Regions from separate parts of the Bos taurus genome. Here region 1 is linked to region 2. The links are chromatin contacts, called in public Hi-C maps. All regions are on one chromosome and are shown on one strand. The core of a region is the stretch at or near the end of the contact, and the rest is flanking DNA. Distances in the headings are between cores, read along the strand shown. Region 1 has its middle 64 kb from the start of NDUFV2. Region 2 has its middle 22 kb from the start of MTCL1.

What was found. A called contact is a pair of places that touch in the nucleus more often than the background predicts.
Region 1: a Hi-C map of liver shows a contact between it and region 2, with 2.0 times the contacts expected there. The contact joins two enhancer-like sites. A contact is called at or near these places in 3 of 11 Hi-C or Micro-C datasets (liver, skeletal muscle and skin fibroblasts).

What each region holds. Positions count from the first base shown.
Region 1 is chr24:41,348,206-41,353,321 of ARS-UCD2.0, forward strand. No RefSeq gene overlaps it. Among named protein-coding and RNA genes, the nearest start is that of NDUFV2, 64 kb to the right of the region's middle. Within about 2 kb of position 3,281, at least 7 of the 102 cell types and tissues checked have an H3K27ac peak or open chromatin away from gene starts, as enhancers often do. A contact at or near this core is called in liver, where this site is marked.
Region 2 is chr24:41,111,335-41,116,442 of ARS-UCD2.0, forward strand. No RefSeq gene overlaps it. Among named protein-coding and RNA genes, the nearest start is that of MTCL1, 22 kb to the right of the region's middle. Within about 2 kb of position 1,942, at least 3 of the 102 cell types and tissues checked have an H3K27ac peak or open chromatin away from gene starts, as enhancers often do. A contact at or near this core is called in liver, where this site is marked.

The DNA.
Region 1 (5,116 bases), core at 2,031-4,530, 240 kb after region 2:
GTCCTGCCAGTCTGTTGGCTGGGGCCATTCTCTAGCTTGTGGTCTTCTCCACAACAGTGAAGTTTGTTCTGATGTCTGTCTCTTCCTGACTTCTGTCTCTGACCTCTGCACCTTCTCGCCTGATTAGACCAGGCCCACTCGGGTGCTGATTCAGTACCTTGATGACTTCTGCAGACCCCTCACCTCTGCCGTCCACCATGAGATAATATGGGCTTCATACCCCCCACATCTGCAGGCACTACACAGTGGAGGGGACCACTCACAGCACGTGCACCAGGGGCAGGAAGCTCTGGGGCCATCGTAGAACTCCACCACAAGCCGTCTCCAGGTGCTGTCTCAAGTCCACGGGGAGCAAAGAAGCTGGAGTGGCACTTAAGTGCCAGCATCCTAAGTCTAAGCCCTTCTTACACATCACAGCCCCGTTCTAACAGCAGACTTCACGCCCCGCCCCAAACATGCCCTTGCCCAAGGTCACAGGGGCACCACAGTTCATAGCATACTCCATGTAAAATGCACTGTGATTAAGTCAGGCTCAGCATCCCTCTGGAATGTCAGTCAACTCCAGGCTGAGCCATCAAACCCAATTACCCAGAACCCAGCTGACACAGACTCCTAATAAAGCCACAGGGAGCAGGGAGCCAGGAACTGTCCTCTCAGCTTCCCAGAGGCTCAAACCATCAAGAATCTGCCTGCGATGCAGGAGACCTGGGTTCGATCCCTGAATTGAAAAGATTCTTGGAGAAGGGAAAGGCTACCTGCTCCAGTATTCTTGCCTGGAGAATTCCATGGACAGAGGAGCCTGGAGCGCTACAGTCCATGGGGTGGCAAAAGTCAGACCTGACTGAAGCGACTACACAGTAACAGACCTATGTAAAAGATTGGGTTTTTCCATAGAATCTCCCATACACTTGTGCTCCTTAGTGCCTGTGCGTGCCTGAGACACATTATTAGCCTTTTAGGAAATATTTGAAGAGAGACGAGCAGGAAGGGAGGGAGGAGTAGGCTTGGGGTGGGGTTCGAGAGGCTGCAGGGAGCAGCGCGGCACCCAGACCCGAACTCACCTGTCGGGCACCGGCAGCGCTGGACGCGGCCAGTCCCGCTGCCTCCGTGTGCTTCTATCGTCACCTAGTGGTCTCTTGGAGGAACGCTTCTCCCTGGGCGAACCCTGTCCGCACTGTCTCCCACCCGCAGGTGGTACTTGTAGACCTGGGAAGTCCACAGTCCTTCCTTGTGTGCTTTTTTTTTTTTTTTCGTTAGGAACCTTATTTGGTCATTGTTTTTGAGACCCGTGTGTTTAAAGGGAAATAGAAAAAAATAGTATCATGGAAGACTAGGGCATCACTTAAATCATTGGGTTTTTAGGAGCTCTACAGTGGGAACAGTGCCTGGTTGATCCGAGTCCCCAGCCTGCACGAACACCCCATGCACCCATGTCTGCATCCAGCTGGTCAGAGGCTGTCTCCTCCGTGAAACCAGGCGAGCACTCCTGTCCACTCCTTGTTTATCACATGCCAGGGGCTGGAGGAGCTCAAGTGATCAGTCCTATGACAATTCTGTGAGGCAGGCATGATTCTGTCCATATTAGAGCTGGAGGAATTGAGGCAGAGTGAAGTTACAAAGCCAGGACTCTGATTCCCCTGGGCCCCTCCCCAGGCCCAGGACCCTCCCCTCATCACCCCCCAGCCAAGGGGACAGCTCCCCCTACCAGGACGCCTGTTTCTCTCCCTCATCCCATTTTTTTACCCCGACCCCTGCCTTCAGATCATGCTTCTCTTTCTCTGAACCAGAAACTCGAGGTCTGTGGGGGCGTGGCCTCCGCTGCCTTATACACACGGAATCCCATGCTCAGTGGATCCTCCACACAGGTATGTTCACCCATCCACTGCGAAACCACGGTGGCTTCAGGGACCAGGAGGTTGTTACATCCAAAGAGGGAGCTGTAGGCAGTGTGGATGCCAGCCCAACCCGGATCAGTCAGCCTTGGTTTACAAGTTTTAGGTGAAACGACGAATGGCGGGGAGTAAAGAGGTCAGTCCAGGTGCTTCAGTCTTGAGCAGGCTGAGTAGAGGCACCAGGGGAAACAAGTCTCAGAACCTGGGGGGTCTGGCCGTGTGACGTCTGCAGGGCCCCTCCCCCCGGGCAGGTCGGCCTAGCTGTCCCTGATGAGATTGATCAGAACCCCATGGGCAGAGGAGGAGGGGTTGCAGGATGAGGCAGAGGAAGGCGGTGTCCTGTCCTTCAGAAGGAGGAGAGGAGCAAGCCCAGAGTTCTGAGAGAAAGGATCCTCGGCTGCAGGTCATTCACTGGAACGTGGGATGAGGAGGGCGGCCAAAACAGTGAGAGCTGGACCATAAAGAAGGCTGAGCACCAAAGAACTGATGCTTTCAAACTGTGGTGTTGGAGAAGACTCTCCAAAGTCCCTTGGATATCAAGGAAATCAAACCAGTCAATCCTAGAGGAAATCAACCCTGAGTGTTCATTGGAAGGACTGATGCTGACGCTGAAGCTCCAGTATTTTGGCAGCCTGATGTGAAGAGCCAACTCACTGGAAAAGACCCTGATGCCGGGAATGATTGAGGGCAAGAGGAGAAGGGGGCGGCAGAGGATGAGTTGGTTGGATGGCATCACCAACTCAATGGATATGAGTCTGAGCAAACTGAAGGAGATAGTGAAGGACGCAGAAGCCTGGCTGGCTGCAGTCCACGGGCTCACGAAGAGCTGGACATGACTGAGTGAGTGAACAAGATAGGAAAATAAGAGTCAGTGGAAGAAAGGAAAAGAAAGCGATTACGGTTGTGGGCAGACATCAGGTTCACAACATTGAACAACCAAGCGGGTTGGACGCAGACCTATCTGACCGATGGGACTCTGGGGAAGCCCTGGAGGCCCTGGAGACATGCCCGGCGGTAAGGGACCCTCGGGCACGGTCACTGGCCATTGACCTGTACAGAGCAATGTGGTATTTCACCAACCACCACTCACAGGTTTGTGCTGGTTGAAATGCACTGGGAATAGGAGAGTGGGGAAAGAGAAGTGAGTGTTGGGGACCATCAAAGGACAAAGGGTGGCTGGCAACCCTGCCGTCGGGGTGGGGGCAGGCTGCCTGCCTCCCCGTCTGGTGGTCTGGCAGCCCCAGTGGTCATAGCTGCCGACCCTCCCCGCCTGGGGAGGCAGGCCTGGCAGGTGGCCCCGGCCAGCTGGCTGGGTGGCAGCCCAATCGCCAAGGCTGGGTAACCAGCTGGTCATCTGGGCCAAAGCCCAGAGTGACGCACCTCCAGGCTGTCCTGGCAGCCTCAGCGCCCTCCCCTGGTGCCACCGCCCACACAGGTGGCTCTCCTCCACGCCCCTCCCCACCACAGTGGAAAACAAAACCCTGCCAGCTGAGAAGAGACGGCCGCGCCCCTGCCTCTGGGCTTCAGGAGATGTGCAATCCTGACCACATTCCAGCCCTAGAATCTCTATTTTGAGATGCAGGATTTCTGACTTTCCAAGAAGAAAGCCAGCACCCAGGCCTTTGTGAAATAAAATAACACATATAAATGGTTTCAGAGTCAGCTGACGTCAGTCCATGTCTGCGTGGAGGTGATGCTCGGAGTCCCTACCAGGTCAGACTGCATTGTCCCAACTGCACCTTGAGAATGTCAGGGCTGTTTCTAATTACCCACTGTGCTTGGGGAATTCACAGTTCTGCTTTGGGCGATTGGAAACTATTTCCATCTTACCATATGTGTTTGGCTATCACTAATTGGGGAAAGTTATTTTTAGTATTTCCTCTTCTTTCCATCTTTGCAGATCTGCCCTATTTTGGGGAAAAAAAATCTAGAAAATAGTTTGGATTTTTTTTTTTTTTTTAAAGAGCAATGCTAGAGATGCTGTTAAAGTTCTACAAGCAACCTTTTCTTGATCAGTGGAGAGGTCAGTAAGGAACCTGGATTCCAAGTCCTGGATTTCCTCCCCCACATCAGTGCTGGCACAGAGAGACAACCAAGGGTCTTTTCATCCTTCAAGACCCAGGTCAGTGTCAGCATCTCTGCATCCCATTCCTGCGCCAGGCAGACCCACAGTCCCCAAATTCAATAACCACACTAGCCCTGGATCTTGCTGTTTTTCTCAATATTTCAGATTCTACCTGTACTCCCAAAGAACTCTGCCAAGTTTAAGCATCTTTTGAAAAAATCAATATGAAGAATTCTAATCAGTCTTTAAATTTGTTTTACTTAACCTGTACCCAAAGCAACTTTATCTATTAATTGGTCATTTTGATACACAGCTTTAGAATTATTTTAGTATTTGAATTGAAAGTAATCCCAGCCCATAAATATTTATGTCAACATTAATAAATACTGTTTTTTCATCACTTGGTTTAATATTTTGTTTTTATCTATGATTTACCAAAGTGTTTGTCGCTCAGTTGTATCTAACTCTTCGTGACCCCATGGACTGTAGCCTGCCAGACTCCTCTGTCCATGGAATTCTCCAGGCAAGAATATTGGAGGATCTTTTCAATATAGGGGATCTTTCCAACTCAAGGATCAAACCTGGGTCTCTCGAATTAGCAGGCAGATTCTTTGCAGTCTGAGTCATCAGGGAAGCCCACTTTAGGTGGTGGTGGTTTAGTTGCTAAGACATGTCTGACTCTTTGCAACCCCATAGACTGTAGCTTGCCAGGCTCCTCTGTCCATGGAATTCTCCAGGCAAGAATACTGGAGTGGGTTGCCATTTCCTTCTCCAATTATTTACCGAAAATAATTAAAAAAAAAAACACACAACAGTCTTTTCATCCAGGTAGACCTGGTTGTAGTACTCAAAAACTAGTTGCTATTGAAGCAGCTTAATTTTCTCAGGGTTTTATTACTCAAAGACTTAAAATTAGAAAGTCTTTGAAATATGTGATAACGTCAGAAAATTTTAATTAAAGGAGAATTAATGCACTACACACATATTACAATGACCAAAATCCAACCCACTGGCACCACCAAGTGCTGACGAGGCTGTGGAACAACAAAAAGTCTCATTGGGTGCTGGTGGGATTATAAAAGGGTGCAGTCGCCAGTTTGTCCTTTTATTATAAAACTAAATGTGCTCTTACCATATGACCCAACAGTTGTGCTCCGTG
Region 2 (5,108 bases), core at 692-3,191:
CCTTTTGGCTTTGGCTCCAAAGATCCAAGTTCCTTTTTTCCTTTGCCTTTGCTCCTTGGGTAGGGTTTAAGTTGTGCCCTGAGGTTTTCTCACTGTCCCGCCTTCATTTTTAGTACCCAGCACCTGGTCCCTTTCAAGTTTTTCTCTTACGTCTCCTTTTCTTCACCATTCATGCAATATTTTTCATCATCACAATTTTATGAATTCTTCCTTAAGGAAAAAAAAATACTGGAAGTCTTACAGATACTTGAAGCTCATTTGGGACTGATAAGCCCACCATGCCCTTCATCTCTCCCCTACCCCTGCCCCTCTGCTTAGCAGCTGCCAGGCTTTTTCCTCGTCCTGGGACCCCACCCTTGGCAGGGGTTGCACTGCCATGACAACCAGCAACCTGCCAGTCAGCTAGCCCAGAGTGTGCTTGCTCAGGCCTGGGACTTGGGCCCAGCCTGGGGACCCTCCTCGGCATTACCAGAATCATACCCTTTCAGTGCCCCCCAAGTCCTGGCTGGATCTGCCAGCTCTGTGCACACTGGTCTTGGCAGCTCCTTGTCAGGGCGAAGCCCATGGCTGCGTGAGGGTCCACAGAAAGTGATGAGTCTTTTCTCTGCAGGGAATCGGTCAGCACTCTGTCCTCAGAGTAAGTTTATCCGAAAGAAGGAAAGCCTTAAGCAGCCATGATGGTCACCACTTGTTGGAGGTGGGGTGGGGGATGGGGGCCTGGAGAGGAGAGAAGGACTCTAAGAAGGTAGAGGGGGAAAAACTGGACTGATTTTGTGCCTCACTTGCAGGGGCAGTTTTTATTATGTTTTGACATTTTGCCATCTTAAACCATAGTAGTTTTCATCTCAGGTGGCCTTGGCCTGCAGCAGCATGAAGTAGAGCTTCAGTTCCCAGCCAGAGATTCAGTCCCAGCCAGGTCCAGCAGCAGCAATAAGAGCTCAGAATCCTAGCCCTTTAGACCAATGGTCAGTGACAACGCCCTGGGCCTTCAGCTTTGCAGAAATGAATGCCCACAAGGAGACAGAATGTAGTAAAACAAGTGAAATATTTATTAGGAGGAAGAAGGGTACCTGTGGATAGACACCCCCAGGCAGGCTCAGAGAGCATTGCACCCTCGTGATGGTTTAAATCACTTTTGTGGGGCATTTCTTCCGGGTATCCTTTGGCCAGTCATCTTGCTCCACCTGGCTCTGAGTCTGTATTTGGTTTAGCTCAGGGTCCTCCCCTGTGTGTGTGCATCTCTCAGCCAAGGTGGATGCCAGTAAAGAGGGCTATGGGTAGTTGACATCACCTCCTATGGGGTGGCGCCCCCCTCTTTCAACATCCAAGGAGACTCGCTGCACATGTGGAGTCAGGGAGGTCTCCTTGACTTTGACAGTGAGGAGCACATGGTCTCTGTCTCTTACCTGGGCAGGACAAGGCTCCTCGCTGCTCCTGCTCTTTGGGAGTTTCTGTCCACGGGAGGCCACCCCAGCTGCCCAGCCTGGGGCCCGTCTGTCTCCAGCCTCAGTTTCGCCAAAATAATAGTTTCTCTGAGGGAGGGGTTCCTACTGGGGCCCAGTGCAGTGTCTCTCTTGAATGCTCCTTATCAACCACCTTGAACACAACATGGATGGATCACATGTAAGCCACTTTGTTACTTTGTAAGCTCATGAGCCAGCGCTGGTCACTGGGGATACTCCAGAGGCTGCTGGGGGAGCAATCAAGGAGGGAGGTCGCCTTTCCAAGGACAGGTTGTCCTGTGCCGCCCCAGCGGCAGAAGCTGATGCTCTGACCTGAAGATAAAATGGCTATTGATTGACGCTGTCTGGGTACTTATAGATCAGGAAGCAAAAGGCCTTACACTTCACCTCATGTGACTTTGCTGCTAACAATGCTGAGATTAATAGCCAGTCTCAGACTGAAACTCAATTTCCTCCCAGGCTGCAGAGGGAAGCAGGGGCGGCTGGAGACAGGGTGGCTGGGGCTGGTGCAACTCGGGGACGGCAAAACCAGCCCAGCCCAGCACGTCCACCAACTAATTAGGAAAAGGCCCTGGACTCGACAGAGCTTGGTGGTAGTTCTCAGCCACTCAGGAACCATGAATTTGGAAAATTCACTCAGTTCCCCAAAGTGTCGATTTACTATTAAATGAGATTATAAGGATGCCAGGTGGCACTGGTGGTAAAGAAGCCACCTGCCAGTGTAAGGGACACAAGAGACATGGGCTTGATCCCTGTGTCAGGAAGATCCCCTGGAGGAGGAAATGCAACCCGCTCCAATATTCGTGCCTGGAGAATCCCATGGACAGAGGAGCCAGGCAGGCTACAGTCCATGGGATCGCAAAGAGTCAGACATGACTGAAGCAACTTTCATTTTCACTTCAAGATCATATACGTAGGGGCCTGCCAGAGACAAACACTGGCTGGGAGGGTACGTATCCCCCCGCATCTGGGGCCAAAAAGAGGACGAGTCCCTGTTGGGGACTCACCCAATGGGTTAGTGCCGTTGCCAGGCCTGGATCTGGCCGCCTGGCCGCCCTTGCCCGCACTGTGCCCCAGGTCCTCTGAGGCCCCTCTGTGAGCGCACTCAGTGTCCCCTGGTCCCTCTGCGACACTTCTTGCCACCCGCAGTCAGGAGCCCTACATGAGCCCTACGTGAGCCCTAGATGGCACAGGCAGGCATACCTAGCCCATGGCACAGAGGAGGACTCTCAGGATGGTCTGGGGGCTGAGTGGTGACAAAGGCCCAGGCTCCCCCGTGCTCTGGTGGCGGGAAGCTTGCTTACTCCTTGCACGGCAGCTCAGATGTATTTCCTCCACCCTGGCTCCCACGTTCCCTCATCCCGGGCGGTATTTCTCAGCCCTGGGTTGGTCTCCGCGCTCGGCTCTCCTGTAAAGGCATTTCTCACGCTTGGTTTTGGACGGCTCGTCCCTCTCTGACCCCTGCCACCGCAGACCAGCTATGCAGTTTCTGAACATCACACCACTGATTCGCCAGGTGTACTCTTGGTGGACTTTGACAAAACGCAGTGCACCTTACCATCCGCTCTGGAGTTGGAGGCTGGTGAGCTCCTCGCTCCTGGAGCCTGACTGCCTGCAGGTTCAGACAGGACCAGCTTCCGGAAGGAGAAGCCTTGAAAAAAAAAACTTTCGACAGACTGCCTGGCGAGAACGGAACACAGCCCGGCGGGGACTGTGGCGACTCAGGTGGCCCTGAGCTGGCTTCTGGGTGCCTCAGATTCGACGTGGCTTCCTGGGTGGGTCTCTTGGATGTTATCAGACCTGTGGACTCAAAGCAAATCCATATGTGAAAATCCAAGGTGGTCCAGTGGTTAAGACTTCACCTTCCAATGCAGAGGGTGCAGGTTTGATCTCTGGCCGGAGAGCTAAGATCCCACATGCTTCATGGCCAAAAATCCAGAACATAAGACAGAAGCAATATTGTAATGTTCAATAAAGACTTTAAAAAATGGCCCACATTAAAAATTTAAAAATCTAAAAAAGAAAAAAAACAATTGGAGAGCACTTGAGAGCAAGGGCAGTTTCAGTTTCTGTAAACGTCTCTGACCCGGAGCAGACATTCAGTGACCCTGACAATAAACGTGTCTGGCCAGAAAAAAATGAAAGTAGGGGCAGGAGCAGGGAGCGAGGGAGAAAAGGGAAGAAGAGCGAGCAGGGCCTGTGCAGAGCTGTAGGCGTGTGGATGGATACCCAGACACTCGTAAACCACAGCCCTGCGAAGTCTTTGAAGAAATGCTCTGTTTCCTGCGGAGACAGAGGTCTTTACACTCACACAAGCTTCACGTCATATTGTAACTTGAGAATTTAGCATTAACTGCTGCACAGAAAGCAAATGCAACTCACTCGTGGAAACTCAAATTGCACTGCTGTGCTGTTTCGACCTATGAATGCAAAGTGCATAATGAATGGTGAATAATCAAACTTGCCATTGACTGACATGGCGACCAACACCTGGTGCAGCCAAGTGAATTTTTAAAGTAAATGCATCGAAATAAACCTGCATGTCACTTACTTAAAAAAAAGAACACTTGCCATCGATAGTTTTGGTCGGGAGAAGAATTAAGGCCCACGATCCTCAGTGATGGCTGGAGGTCAGCCTTTACCCACTGAGAGGTCAGCCAAGCACACCCGCTCATTTTTATTTTCAGCTTTTACTTCCTTCTCCTCCCTGTGACTTTACCCAGGGAAATAGCCCTGCCTGTCGCCCAGGAAACTGGCTGTCACGCTGGCAGGTGGAGATGGGTAACCCCCTACCAGGTCGCATTACAAACTCATATTTGCAGCTGGGCTCCAGTGACCAGACAGAAAACAATTCTCTTGATGCCCAGCCCTACCCACCTGGCCTCCAGAGGGCCGGGCTGTCGGCGGGATCTGCCTGTTTAAGCTGTGAACACGCCGGTCTCTCCTCTGAAGAAGCAGGCCGCAGAGTGGTTTTGTTCTGAACAGAAAGGAGAAAGCAGCCTGAGGCCCCGGGTCGTGACCTGCAAGGCCCTGGACTGCCTTCCTGACCACTGGTCCCAGGTTAGCCATGAACTTGAGACTGAGTGAGCTGAGGACAAAGGCCTTGGGTCCCACTTTAGTTATGTTAATTGAGAGGAAAGACAGGGTGAGCCCCTGACGGTGGGGCCAGGCTGCGGTGTCTGCGGCTGAGTCTTTATTCTGCGGCTTTGGCGGCGGTGGCTGGGGACAGGGCCGAGCTCCAGCTGTATGCAAAGTGTGGCGGGGGCTCCGGGAGGGGCCGGCCCATTGTCGCTGTGTCACCACCGCCCTTTAGTCCTCTCCGCCTTTCTGTAGCAACGGCAGCCAGCACCTGTGGCTACTGCTGCTGTTCTAAGCCCTGCGGCTGGTGAAAAGTACAGCCAAGGGTGGGCCGTGTTTGTGCTCTGATTTCAGACTTGGGACCACAGGCTCCCAGTCTGCCAGGCTCCCCGAGTGGGAGGTGGGCCCAGTGGGAAGCGTCCAACTCCCTCCAGGTGGCCCTTCCATCGTCACTCGCTGTCGACCCATCTGTCCCCTGCCATCGAGGGTGACCAGCCAGGTCTGGACCCAGAATTGCCGCCCTGCCCTGCTTGGCACTTCCAGTCCTGAGCACGGCCAAGGCTGGTA